3 separate regions of the Triticum aestivum genome follow, and all the other regions are linked to region 2. Evidence: chromatin contacts called from public Hi-C data. All regions are on one chromosome and are shown on one strand. The core of a region is the stretch at or near the end of the contact, and the rest is flanking DNA. Distances in the headings are between cores, read along the strand shown.

Region 1 (4,901 bases), core at 1,917-4,416, 300 kb after region 2:
TATTGGATCAGATCCTTCCAGTCGGCGGAGCAAGAAGCGAGAGCCTACAACATGCAAGCTATCCGCCTCCACGACAGTCGGGCGAAGATAAACTCCCCCCTCGGCAGCGGCGAAGTACCACGGTTCGTCGCCATCGACCAATCGAGTAGTCTCCTATCATGAGCTGCGGGGGAATCATAGGCCTTTGAGCGGATCGACGCTGCGCACCAATGAGGCGTATACACGGCCGAGCTCCGTCGGAATCATCCGGAGCTCATCGTCGAGCGGGTCCTCGAGTTGTACAAGAATGTGCCTGGTTTATGTTCGATTCAAGGAAGAAGATTGGGCATTTTAGAATTTTTTTTTCAATTTCGTTTGAATCACCTAGTTTAAGTCCGTGTTATGCAACATAGTTTTAATCACATTGTGGTATCTATGTTTAAACTTGTGTTATGCAATGTAGTTTGAATCAAATTGTGCTATTTATGTTAAATTTGTATGAAAAAAGTTTTAGGGAGTTACATTTAAGAGTTCAGTTAGGAATCACGTTTTTTAACTCCTCAAATTTGAGTAGTTAAAGTTTGAGGAGGCATATGAAGGGCTAAATTATAATGGCTTAGAGCATCTCTATACAAAGCATTATAATTTAGCCCCTCAAACGGCCCATTATATGGCTTAACTTCTTATATGTGCCCTGTTAAAAAAATTGGTTCCTACCCGAACACATAAACATAAATCTCTATAGCTTACATTTGACTCATGCATTGTGTTGGCACCTGCAATGCAGCACACGGGCGGCGGTATGTGGCGGCCAGGTGATTACAGTACTACGGTGTGCTGAGACAAATAAATAGCTAGCAGGGATAGGCTAGATTCGGTTTAATCCCTTAAAATCGATTTTTTTACTTCTTTAACCGATTTTGAGGGATCGGTAGACACGCTCTAAACGCGTGTGTCCCAAATTAGCTGCCCGATCCAAATTATGTACTGTATCTGCCCATATGCGTGTCCCAAATTATCTATCTGCCCCCTCTCTTCAAGTAAGTACTAGTAGCGCTTGAGTAATTAGTGACGTGGTTGGTAACAGATGGGAGAGCAGCCGTTGAGGAATTGAATGGGACGAATCCTAGCATTGATGAACCAACAGCGCTTAAGATCGATCGGTGCCGGTGTCATGATGGCTTTGCCCACCGTCCACCGACGGCGATTCCAATGCTTCTCCCCCACACACCACACCACCATTCTTCGGTTCTTCCGTATCAATGCTCAAATTAGCCAACACTTCACGTGATCCCATTGATACTACTAGTACTAATGTATGCTTTGGTGACTTTGGTCTATATATAGGAGGAAGAAAACACATAACGAAAAGAATTAAAGATAGCAATAATGCAAACTACTTCCTCCGTCCGCGAATAAGTGTACATCTAGCTTTTGTTCTAACTCAAAGTTTTGAAACTTTGACCAACTTTGTAGGTAAAAGTAGCACCATTTATGGCACTAAATTAATATCACTAGATTCGTTCTGAAATGTATTTTCATAATATACCAATTTGATGTCATATAATCCTACTACTCTTTTTTAACAAGTTGGTCAAAATTATAAAACTTTGACTTAGGAAAAACGGTAGAAGTACACTTATTCGAGGACGGAGGGAGTAGGTAGTAATACACAGAATGTCAACCGTCTCTAGCAGATTACACACAGGTAAAGGAACTATTACAAGGAATGGATCAACCAGAAAAATAATCTCTCGTGTACAGCAATGGGAATGTGAGGCAAGAATGGAGAAGAATGTGATCTCATCGGGCCAAGCGTGTGAGACCGGCACAATGCCACACGTTCGCGAACTCTTGCTGCCCTAGAACATGGCGGCGGCCGTGAACGCCAGCGGTAGGGCGGCGAGGGCGACGAGACCGCGGCCGGTGAGGCTGCCGGGGGCGTGGGACTTGGACTTGGACGGCGTTCCGGATGGCGGGTTCTCTGCAGGAGGCAGAGTGGAGCAGAGTAAGCAGACTTGTTTCAGGACCCTATCTCACTCTGAAAGTCTTAATAGTACCTCAAATGCCTGCCTTGTTATTATTGTACAGAAACATTTTTGCTTGAATAAACATGCCAAAATCAAAAGACCGAATGTGAACATTTCACTCGTTCAAAGAGGCGAAAGACTGAATATATCCGATGTCTCCCTAGTAAAAGATCTATTATGCAATCATGCCAAGTAACACTAGTAGAGTTGCTGAAGTAAAAAAGGACCGAAGAACCAGGGCAGGCAGAGTAGCAATGGCTTACCAGGCATCTGTGGCCCTGTAGCGGATGGAGAGACTCCTGTTAATGGCGCCGAAGAAGGCCCCACGGGGACTCCAAAAGCTGCATTTTTTTTGTCTCTGTTAATAAGTTACGACTGCCACTGTAGTAGTACATCCAAAATTCAATGTGTTCTTTTCTGCGAGGATAATTCGGTGGAATTCGATTGCTAAATCATGCCATTAGGTTGTTGGACAAAGACCGTACTACTTCTTTCACTAGGCTACTCCAGCTTGAGTACAGATTGGCATGAGTAAATAATTAACGAGTTTCCATGTTTTATTATCGCCCGCTTGAAGATGAAATCTCTTTTCCGTGTAGACAGATCAGTGAGCCTTGTGAAATACTTCTGCCTTTCGTCCATGTACAGTTTAAGCTACTTGATCACTGACTAGCTTACTCCAAGCGAAGCGACGGCAGAAAAAAAGCGAAGGATTACCTGCGCAGGCGCTGAGCGGCGGCGCGTTGAGGCGGCAGACGCCGGGCAGCGCCATGGCGCGCTTGTAGTCGACGCTGATGCCGTAGGAGTCGGCGCCGCCGGCGAGCAGCTGGCAGAGGCAGACGGGGTTGGACTGCAGCAGGCCGTCCAGCTCCGGGCAGCAGGCCTTGTCCGGGTGCCGCGTCTTGCTCCCGCTCTCCACGTACGGCAGGCAGTCGGACATGTTGAGCACCGCGGTCATGCACTCGGAGCTGATCCCGGCAGCCGGCGCCGGCGCGCCGGCCGGCCCCTGCGCCGCCGCCATGCCCGCCGCCAGCGCCAGCGCCACCACCGCGACCAGCAGCCCGGAGCACCGCCGCAGAGTCGCCATGAGTCTTTGTTCGCTTGGGAGGAAGGTGGTGGTGTATGGAGTATGGGACTGCAGGCAGGGTCGAGTACGCATGACCGATGTGTGAGCGCGAGTATATATAGCCGGAAATAGGGCCGCCGTTGTGGGTGCTGTGGCGGTGCGCCGAAATGGACCGGTCGGTCGAGCTGCGTGCATGCCCGTTCTGGTGATTTCCTACTACGGGCAGTGCTATTTTCATTGTGGCATTTTGCCATGTGCGATTGTTAAGTCTCAGTCGGATCTTACATGAAGATCCATTTAAATTTTTCATTTCAGTATTTTTTTCTTTTTATATTTTATGTCATTTGATTTAGACTTATTAAGTTTCTGAGACCTAGCCACACACTTTGCCATATTGGTTGATTAGATGGGCCTTTTTTTTTTAGAATAGTTGATTAGATGGGCTAACTACGTGCAATGCTATTTTTAATAGACATTTTGACGCTAAGTCTCAATCGATACTATATTCGTTGGATCTTACATGAAGATCCATGCAAATTTTCTATTTTAGCTTTAATATATTATGTCATTTGATTTAAACATGGTTAAGTTTTAGTTGACTGAGATCTAGTTACACTCTTTCCCTCATGCAAACACGCACGCCCAGCCAGGCTGTTAATTTGAAGCGAGTTCAAACGTACATGTCTCTGCAGTTTGCAGAGTTGGGGCGGCAGATTAGACGCGTCGTATCGGGCCGTGCTGTGCCGTGCCATGCCGTCCGAGACTGAAAACACATTACATAGCGAGATCTCATACTGTTACGGAATGAACGCACAGTACTGATGACCGATGATGACCCGTCGAAGCGCCCAATTCCGTGCCAGATCTGCCAGCGTGCAGGTGCGGTCACTGGCAGAACGAGCCACTGTTACGGGGGAGATATCGTTTGTTCGGTTAAGTTTAAGGCCGGTCAAATCCAACAGTTGTACGTACTGAAACCATCGGGCCGGCCGGTCGGGGTGGTGCTCGGGTCCGTCCAGTACGTCGCCCGTCCTGACCCGGCCCGATCTCCGGCACGGTACCACCACCGCCGCTACAGGCTGCTCCTCGCCACGAATGAATGCCGAAATGAATGCGGCAGCCGCACCGTAACTGTAGCACGTGTGGTACCAGCGCCACCCATCACTGCGGCGAAGCAGCTTGGAAAATCGAAACGAAGAACCACCGATGCAACCCATGATCCATGAGGCTGGTCACAATGGGAAGGAACTTAGGAGTAACATCACACACTTCAATATAATTTTGCTTATGTGGCACATATTTAATGAAGAGAGAGATGTTTGTGGTACTCCCTCCGTCCGGGTTTATTAGGCCTAAAGACAACTTCTCTTAGACCAAGACACATAGTAATTTGCTCACATTAATTCTTCCATTTCACTTCCAATGCACTCTCTCACATGCATGCAACCAATGAAAAAGCACACATGAAGTGTATTAAATTTTCAGCCATGGCACCAACAACAATAGTTTTCAATACAACCAATGAAATGGGTGCATGCATGCACCTTTCCAACACGGGGCCTTATAAAAGGGGACATGCTTGTGATGCTGAGAGGCCTAATAAACCCGGACGGAGGGAGTAACTAGCTAAGTTACCGGAACATCACACACTCCAAGAAACAATGAGTCTATAACCTAATAAATACATCGTTGCATGACACTACATAGATGTTTCTATCTACTATGAAGATAGTAACATAGTCTAGGAAAATGTGTAAGTTACTAGATTATTTTCTTGCCCATTGTGACCAGCCTGACCATGTGTGTGTGAATGAGTGAATCTACCT
Region 2 (4,391 bases), core at 138-2,637:
GCACATGATGTACGTGGCGTTGTTCCTTTCCAGCAGAATGAACGAATCAAGCTCAACTGATCCCTTCCAATTGCCGAAAGAATCTTATCCTTTTCTTTTGGCGGCGAAAAAGCAATTTTCCCACCAATTGCTGCCGAGAGAATGTTATTCTCATCGAATGTGTACCGTGCAGCCGCCAGCTACTCGTGTGGACGCCAGCTATTTTCAGAGCAGAATAGTCCGGCCCTGGTGCTTGGCCGTCACGAAGTTGTGGGCGGTCGACTTTTCTACAGCAGAAGGACGACTGGTCTGATTGGATTTCTTCAGCTGACCGTTGGTTTCTGGGGAGCGTACTGTATGAAACTGTTGGCTCGGTGCTCTTCATTTTGCCTTGCATTTCGGGTTTGGAGATGTTCTCATTCATTTGTATGCTAGTACTAAGCGGTCAACTAGCCTTAAAAGCATCCTCGTCCATGGCGAGTGATGAGCAGCCTCTGCAAACCTTTTGTGACTCTTAATTTGGATTCTTGACTTAAGATCGCTCATTCACTCGGTCTCGGTTTCGATATCATCTTAGAAGTTATTAGAATGTTTCAGTCAGTTGACCAAAGAGCTTCAATTAACTAGAAAAACAATAGATGTGCACGTACAACGTTCAACACATGTCCTCGTGCGAGGCGGCGGCGGCGAAGGGTCGCCGGTCGCGTGAGTCGGCGAAGCCGGCATAGCAAGCACCCGGCAGCGACGCCGAAGGCCACGGAGCAGGTACCTGTCAACAGGCACAGCAAGGCCGAAATAATCACTCGTCACGCATCAGACGTGACACCCCCAAAACGGGCCAGGAAAAGATCCCGATCGCAAAATAGCCGCGCCGATCGTACCCGCCGGCTCATCACTCTCCTGCCCGGTCCAAAACGGGACGAGTACGAGTACTCGTACGGGAACAGCCTCTCCCCCGCCTGCCCGCCACGGCAAATTTAACAAATTTGACCTATAGACGAAATCAAATCACAGAATGAACTGAGCGTGAAACTATTTCACACGGCTGACCCGTGGCGCCTAGTTCTCAGGCGCTGCACTAGTGCAACGCCTGGGAGCTAGGCGCTGCACTAGTGTAACGCCCAGGAGCTAGGCGCTACACTGTACAATATGGCGCCTAGCTCTCTATGGGTTAAATTTGTCAAATTTGCCGCCCGCCACCCCCGTCTGAATTTTCCCCGGGCGCCCGGCCGACGTGGCGCGCCTTCCGTGCCGCACCTTATTCCCGCCGCGCTGTACCTGTTGACCCGGCCACCCCCCGCTGCAGCCGGGCCCCGCGCGTTGGCGCCCAGCCTGTCACCCACTTCCATTTGCCCGTACCCAGGCCCCACCCGTCAGGCCGCACGGTATATAACCCCGGGGCCCGACCCGCTCCGCCCTCTCGCCGCACCAATAGCCAATCCACGCACACCCGCTCCCGTTCCGTAATCTCAGCCTCCGTCCTGATCCGATCCCCAAATCCCTCGCCTCGCCGCGCTCGCCGTCGACCTCGTTCTCTCCGGCACCAAATCCTACCTCCGGTGAGGCCGACCCACAAGCAGGGCGTGACAGCGCCCTCTCGTCGTATCTCCCGCCGCCCCTCCTCTCCGCCCGCCGTCGTCCCCGGTCGCCGGAACCCGACAAGTTGGATATCTAGGCGGCACCGCAGCGTTGCGGCGCCCACCGCGCGGACAGGATGTCTGCGGCGCCAGCCGCGTACCCCACCAGCCTCCGCGCCGTCGCGTCCGGGAACTCCGAGGCCTCCTTCTTCCCCTGCTCGCACCGCCTCAAGCTCTCCTCCTCGCATCGTTTTAGTAGTAGTAGTATTGGTAATCGTAGTAATTGCCTCTGACGTTTGCCTCCCCCTCGTTGCCCACGACCTTCGGTTCGATCTGCTCCTTGTGCTCGTCCTGAGGATTGTCTGGTTGTGAGGGCTCTGTGTTACATCTCTGCCTTTTGTGTTCGCGCGGGTTTGGTGTCTGTGTCTGTGTTCGATCACCAGGTCCGATCCAGAGCGATTTGGCCTGTTGGAGGTTGTGATTGCTGTCTCTCCGAGGAAAGAGGTATGGGAAAGTTTTGCCAGGTCATTTTTTCTATGTGTGAAAATATGCCAGTTTACCCTTCTGGTGGAATTGCAAATGCAATGAAATTGTGTACTCCCTCCGTCCGGAAATACTTGTCATCAAAATGAATAAAAGGGGATGTATCTAGATGTATTTTAGTTCTAGATACACTCCTTTTTGTCCATTTTGATGACAAGTTTTTCCGGACGGAGGGAGTACATATTAATGGTGGAATTACGTTCCTTTCGAATATTTGTTGTCTTATGCAGTTAGACTCTTTAATTATATCATGGAGTGAATGCCCTTAGGCTTTAAACATGTTTTGTGATTAGTTTCTTTATAAAATACTGCTACTCCCTCTGATCCATATTAGTTGTCACTCAAATGGATGTATCTAGCACTAAAATACATCTAGATACATCCGTTTCAGCTACAACTAATATGGATCGGAGGGAGTAGTAGATTTTTGGTTTACCTGTTTTGCTAGAAATGTTGCCTCAGATCGAATGAACTTAAATATGAGCAATATATGTGCACCTATTTCTATCATATGGTCTTATTAACTTTATCTAGTAAACTAGGGCGTGGTCCTTAAGAAGTCCTTACTTGTTCTATTCTAATTTTTGTTTTTCCCTGCTAAGCAGGAAGTTCTCTTCTGAACTTCGGATTTAGCTTGTGGATGGGCGGACCTTTGGTAGACTGCAGTGCTGAAGGTGTGAGCAGCAGCTCATGTCTCAGCCGCAGCACCTGTGGAAAAGCAGGTTTTGAGCACAGCTCTTGTGCTCTCCCTGAAGATGAAAAGTTTGAAGCTGGAATAGCATGTGTGAAAGATGATTTGGTTGTCAAGGAAATCAGTTTGGCTCTTGCTGAGGTGATGCGTGTCTATAATGACAATGATGATGAAGAGACAGATCTGAGTGAAGACTCTGACGAAAATGGGGATTCACTTTCTATAGAATCAGATTCGGCTGATGATTTGGTTGATATTGACACTGAAGTGGTCACATCGTCAGCCTTCACTGCTGGGAATGCGTCTGAATCATCAACTGGAAATTCAGAGAATGGAAATTCCTCAACCACTGTGAGTATTTGATTGCAGTACACGCATGGACTCTTCCTAATCTGTCTTATCTTGCCAATCGCTATGCGGCTCTTCATATAAAAATGTGCTATAAGTGTTGGATGCTTAGTTTTTGACATATTGACTCTTGCTTCTTAGAACATATTATTACCTGTCATTTAGAATTTTGGGTAGCTAAATGTAATTCTGCTCTTATGATTTGCTGCTCCTTCTTATACCTGTTAGGAGGTATCATATCTTGTCATTGTACGGGTAAATTGATTGTGCTGATACGATCTCGTCATCTTTGATAATTGTTTGAATTGACCCGAGAATGATGTTATTTTTTCTACTCTTATTTCTTAATATTTTTTTCATTTATTATTGTCTGACTGTTGCTCTGAATTCTGAAAATGAGTATGACCTCAGTGTTATTGCTTGTGCTAAATGTTCTGTTCTCTACTTGGATGGTGATGTGTTAAATGTTCTGTATATGCAGGGGACTCAACTGTTGGTTTCCGCAATGAAAGGAAGCCGTGCAAAGCGGGGAATTGTGACAAAGTTGAGTGTTTCATGGGCCCCTGACGTATATGATCCTCCTGTTACTTCTGACTCACACACAGTGGAGCCACACCAGAGAAGTTCAAGGAAGAGCCACTACAAATACAAGCCCCCAAAGGGCGGCAGCGGCAGCAGCAGCCGCAGCAGCAGTGGCAGCAAAAAGGAAAAGAAGCATTCTCACCACAGCAGCAGCAGCAGCAGCAAGAGAGATAAGAAACCTTCCTACCGCAGTAGCAATGGCGGCAGCAGCAGAACCGACACTAGTGATCCTCAACATCGGAAGGCATATGGCAGCAGCATTACCAGCAGAACTGACACTAGTGTTCCTGAATATCACAAGTTATCGCCGTGGCAGCCACTGGCTAGTGCCGCCGTGGAAGAAGCCATGCCCCCCGTACCTGTACTGAAGGCCATGGAACAGATCAAACGCAGTTCCAGCTGCTGCAAGGAGCCGCCGATAAGCATGAAGGCCATGGAACAGATCAAGCGTAGCTCCAGCTGCTGCAAGGAGCCGCCGATAAGCATGCTATCACGCCAATTCGTGGCTGCCAAGTACAAAGGGATGTTTTCCTTCTTGAGTCAGAACCAACTTGCTTCTTGAGCATATCGCGGAGACTCCTGCGCTATTCACTGCCGTGCTTTTGGTTATCAGCAAGGCTTTCATGTTGGATGGTGTTTGATCTATGAACTTTTGTTTGGACATCAGTGGG
Region 3 (4,596 bases), core at 815-3,314, 500 kb before region 2:
GCATGTCGCTACAGCTTGGACAAACAGGCCGACAAAACAAAACGACTTCGGCTGCCGTGCCCGCGTCCCTGCACGAGAAAAAAACGGCACGCATGAATCTCTGCATCTTTAGATCGGATGGCTAGAGATGTGAATGAGACCAATTTATTTCTCAGCTAGCTGAGTTTTAGCAAACCCGTTTTTTTTTCCGAAAAAACTTTCAATCTATTCATCTTCAATCATGGCAGTACAACGAATACCAGAAATAAAAATTACATCCAGATTCGTAGACCACCTAGCGACGACTACAAGCACCGAAGCGAGCCGAAGGCGCGCCGCCGTCATCGCCCCTCCATCGCCGGAGCCGGGCATAACTTGTTGTAGTAGACAGTTGGAAAGTCGTCGTGCTAAGGCCCCATAGGACCAGCACCCAAGAACAGCAACCGCCGCCGATGAAAAATAACGTAAATCGGAAGGATCCAAACCGAAGACACATGAACGTAGACGAACAACGACGAGATCCGAGCAAATCCACCAAAGATAGATCTGCCGGAGACACACCTCCACACGCTCACCAACGATGCTAGACGCACTGCCGGAACGAGGGCTAGGAGGGGAGACCTTTATTCCATCTTCAGGGAGCCGCCGCCGTCTCGCCTTCCCGAGTAGGACACAAACCCTAACAAGATTGAAAAAAACGACTAAAAACGGAGCCCTCTCGCCGGCCCTTGCCAGGATCCACCACGCCTCCATGGCCCTAGGGAGACGAGGCGGACCTGCGCCGGCGCCGGCGAGAGACACAAACCCTAACTTTCTTTCTTGGAGGAGGAGGAGGAGGTGGAGGAAGAGAGAACGGAGTTTGCGTTACTGACACCCCTTAACGATACAAGAAGGAATCACTCCCCCGACACGATGGACCCTAGCTTCTTAGCTCCCGCGGTGACCCAAAACGGTGCATCCCTTTTTGATGTTGTCAGCAATAACCATAAGCGAAGTGTCCTTGCCACGGAAGACGCGAGCGTTTGTCTTATTCCATATCATCCACGTGGTGAGCATGGTGAGCAAGGCCATGCCCTTCCGGTTGGGAAGGGAATCATCGGTCATCCCAAGCCACCAATCTAAGATAGAATGCCTCAGTGGCCAAGTGGAGGTATCAACATGAATGAGTTTCTCCCTTTCAAGCTGGTGGAAAGTGTCAAGTGTGCGGCTGCTGCTCCGCCTCCATAGTCCATACATGACCAAGTCTAACCAATCAGCCGAGCCGGTGGACCGGTCCGACCGCTGGCAATGCAGACGCACAAGTGGCGTGGTGGTAGAAAGCGGTCTAAACAAGTGACCAAGCCCGCCGATGCCAATTGAAAAACTGACCAGACCAGAGCATCTATCTATCGATCTACTACCAATCAATCCACGTTGGGATGAGGGAGCCATTCCGGTCGATCACAGAGCTGGGCCCAGCGTCCCATACCCAGACAGCGATTGATGCGAGCACGAAATTACTCTCCCAACCCCCGCTGTGGCGATGCACTAAACATGCATTACCAGCAAAATGAGTTCATCCACATGCTTAGCTTCAGTTCGTGATTCTCGAATGACACGCAGGAAATCGCCTTTTGTTCAGACTAGACTGCAATGTGCCGTGTCATCACAGTTTGGTACCACTAGCATTTCTGAAGCTACTTTTGCAGTGTGCTCACCGAGACACACCTGAAATTCAGGCTCTGTTTGCGTCTCTGAAGGTACTTTTGCAGTGTATTCACAGTTTCTGAAGGTGCTTTTGCACACCTGAAATTCAGACTCTGTGTTTTGAACTGTGGCGAGGGCAAAAGGGCGAATACGACCTCGCGATCTCCGCCACCGCACCGCGCCGCGCCCACAGGTCTCACCAGTCACCACCGGCGGTTTCCGTCTTACCAGTCACCACCACCGCACCCCACCTACCCCCGCTCCCGCAGCTAACCCCGCGCCCGCCCCGTCTTCTAATTCCAAACCCAGCTAAATCTCGCACCAAACACCGCAGCCCGAGGCACCCAACCAACCAACCCCCGCCCCGAGCGTCGCGAGGGAGACAGACAGACAGACAGCCGCGCGGGAGGAAGGGGGCCATGGATTTCCTGCAGGGGCGGAGCGTCGAGACCATGGTGGCCGTCGCCGTAGCGGTCGTCGCCGTCGCCGTGGGCGCCGCACTCCTCCTCTGCCGGTCCAAGAGGCCCAAGGGTATGTATGTATCCGCGTATGGCTGTGCTGTGCATATTTCGGCAGATAGACGCATGCTTACATGAGATGCCTGTGATTTCGCATGCGATCTGGTGTCCTGGTGGGCCGGAGTCGCAACAGCTTTCAGTTAGTTTCCGATGAGAGGCCGTGGAGCCGCGAATTCGGCCATTGTACTGTGAAAATTGCTGAATTGGTTTGTGAGCGGGTGCTTTTCGTGGTGACAGACACTACCTGCTTCCTGCTTCCTGCTGGGCTTGGTCTGGGCAGTGGCCGTTTACTGTGTCGATGCCGCTCGCTATATGGAGATGATAAACCAATGAAGTGTTTGTTTTCCTAACTGAACTGAACCAGCCAAGTATTGTTCGTGTTTAGACAGGTCTGTTGAACGACTAGAAGATATGAGCCGCGGTTATTTTTACCTGCTGGCTCCATTTCAGGACGGCCTAACCGCCTAAGCAGAGCTGTGCCACGGGCAGATTTTCCCCATTTGTCTTGCTTGATTTAGTCTTGCCATGTTATCATGAGTAGTACTTGAAAAGAAGCGTTGCATACTGGCTAACATCTATTACGCTTGTTGTGAGATTATGGATTTGGATGGGTTACTGATGTGAGTTTAATAACTGTGCACCTGTTATTCTGCAAAAAAAATTAAAAATTGTTTGGTTTGCTGCGTGGTTCTGTAGAATTTTTAAGTAATTGCTTGTGGAATTTCACACCTCATTCTAGCATTCATTACTTCTTCCATTCTTTGTTTCATCAACCAAATAAAAAAATTGCTCGAGCATTCTTTCTGCTGGAGCTTAATGTCATTCTTGGTGCTCTTTTTGCTGTCATCAGGCTGCTTGGATCCTGAGAACTTCAGGAAGTTTAAACTTGTGGAAAAGACACAAATAAGCCATAATGTTGCCAAATTCCGATTTGCTCTTCCAACCCCTACCTCTGTGTTAGGCCTTCCAATTGGTCAACATATCAGTTGCAGGTTTGAATTATGTGCTGCTTCTAAATTCTGAAGTTTGCTTTTATAATGTATACTTCTTTCAAACTTTAATCATGTTAATGTTCCCTCCTTTTATTCAGAGGTCAAGATGCTACCGGTGAAGAAGTAATCAAGCCTTACACACCTACTACATTGGATTCTGATCTTGGAAATTTTCAGCTTGTTATAAAGGTATGTGTTCATTTCTTTATACTACAATAATATTGGTTAACAATCTTATCTTTTTGCTCCACATGATTGTGTGTTCAGCTGTAGTTTCTTCACCTTTTCTTTTTTTAATATTTCCCTTTCCCCATAATTCAGATGTACCCTCAAGGAAGAATGTCGCATCACTTCCGTGAAATGAAAGTTGGTGATTATATGTCTGTAAAGGGACCTAAGGTAACACTCTTTTTTATCATGAGCAACCTGTGTTAGTTTCATAAGAAATAGCTGCACAGGTGTTGTTATTTATAGTCCACATTCCCAATGTCATGCTTATTTGCCATCTAATTATAAGTTTAACATGATTTGTTCTCTGATCTAGGGTCGTTTCAAGTACCAAGTAGGACAAGTGAGAGCTTTCGGAATGCTGGCTGGTGGATCTGGCATCACTCCGATGTTCCAAGTAAAAAAAAAAGTTCAAACAAAGTTCTATATTGCAGTCAATGATGCTACAGACCCGTTTGTTTGGTTTCCACTAACAATCTTTTTTCTGTTCTCACAGGTTGCAAGGGCAATTCTCGAGAACCCTAATGACAAAACGAAGGTTCATCTAGTCTATGCAAATGTCACACCTGAAGACATTCTTCTGAAGGTGGAATCGCCATCCTTTTTTCTGTAGAAACTCTTTTTTGGTTTTCGTGCAGTCTCTGATACAGAAACCATATGATGTTAACCCATTAGACCAGAGTTACTGTGAGCATATTTGACACATTTAGTAGAACTTTATAAGGTTGTTATCAGCGATGTATCTATTCCGTATAGTTGTTGATGATATAACACTTACTCCCTCCGTTCCGAATTACTTGTCTTGGATTTGTCTAGATACAGATTTATCTAGACTCATTTTAGTGGTAGATACATCCGTATCTAGACAAATCCAAGACAAGTAATTCGGAACGGAGGGAGTAGATGCCAAATATTGTTTCCTCTTATTCCCTCTAGGATATTTTAGTGTAAAATATCTAGAATGTCTAAGGTGATTCAGAACTTGTGCACAACTTGTACCGCAGTAAAAGGGAACTAGTCACACAGAGTAATTTGTAACTGAAACTTGCATATAACTTCCCTTGCTTTCTTTTTTATTGTAAATATTAAACCATCTATAACTGAATACATGAATTACAAAGTTACTCAAATCATGAAAGCAGCATGGGCTTGAGCTAAGGGATGTCCTTGTATGATGGATGCGCTTCACTAGT

What was found. A called contact is a pair of places that touch in the nucleus more often than the background predicts.
Region 1: a contact with region 2 is called in a Hi-C map of leaf, with 4 times the contacts expected there. The contact joins the promoter of LOC123071171 here to the promoter of LOC123071175 in region 2. A contact is called at or near these places in 2 of 5 Hi-C or Micro-C datasets (both in leaf).
Region 3: a Hi-C map of leaf shows a contact between it and region 2, with 5 times the contacts expected there. The contact joins the promoter of LOC123071180 here to the promoter of LOC123071175 in region 2. A contact is called at or near these places in 2 of 5 Hi-C or Micro-C datasets (both in leaf).

What each region holds. Positions count from the first base shown.
Region 1 is chr3B:596,776,982-596,781,882 of IWGSC CS RefSeq v2.1, reverse strand. LOC123071171 (non-specific lipid transfer protein GPI-anchored 2) reads right to left here and starts at 3,166. Exons shown (of 3, transcript XM_044494674.1): 1 at 2,727-3,166; 2 at 2,273-2,350; 3 at 1,322-1,963. The coding sequence starts at 3,096. The coding sequence ends at 1,842.
Region 2 is chr3B:597,072,227-597,076,617 of IWGSC CS RefSeq v2.1, reverse strand. It overlaps LOC123071175 (protein rtoA), which reads left to right and starts at 1,387. Exons shown (of 3, transcript XM_044494686.1): 1 at 1,387-2,060; 2 at 2,705-3,141; 3 at 3,620-4,391. The coding sequence starts at 2,740. The coding sequence ends at 4,282. LOC123071177 (F-box protein SKIP24) reads left to right here. Exons shown (of 5, transcript XR_006434149.1): 5 at 1-531.
Region 3 is chr3B:597,571,307-597,575,902 of IWGSC CS RefSeq v2.1, reverse strand. It overlaps LOC123071180 (NADH--cytochrome b5 reductase 1), which reads left to right and starts at 2,064. Exons shown (of 9, transcript XM_044494692.1): 1 at 2,064-2,196; 2 at 3,034-3,175; 3 at 3,274-3,364; 4 at 3,497-3,574; 5 at 3,720-3,800; 6 at 3,900-3,989. The coding sequence starts at 2,085.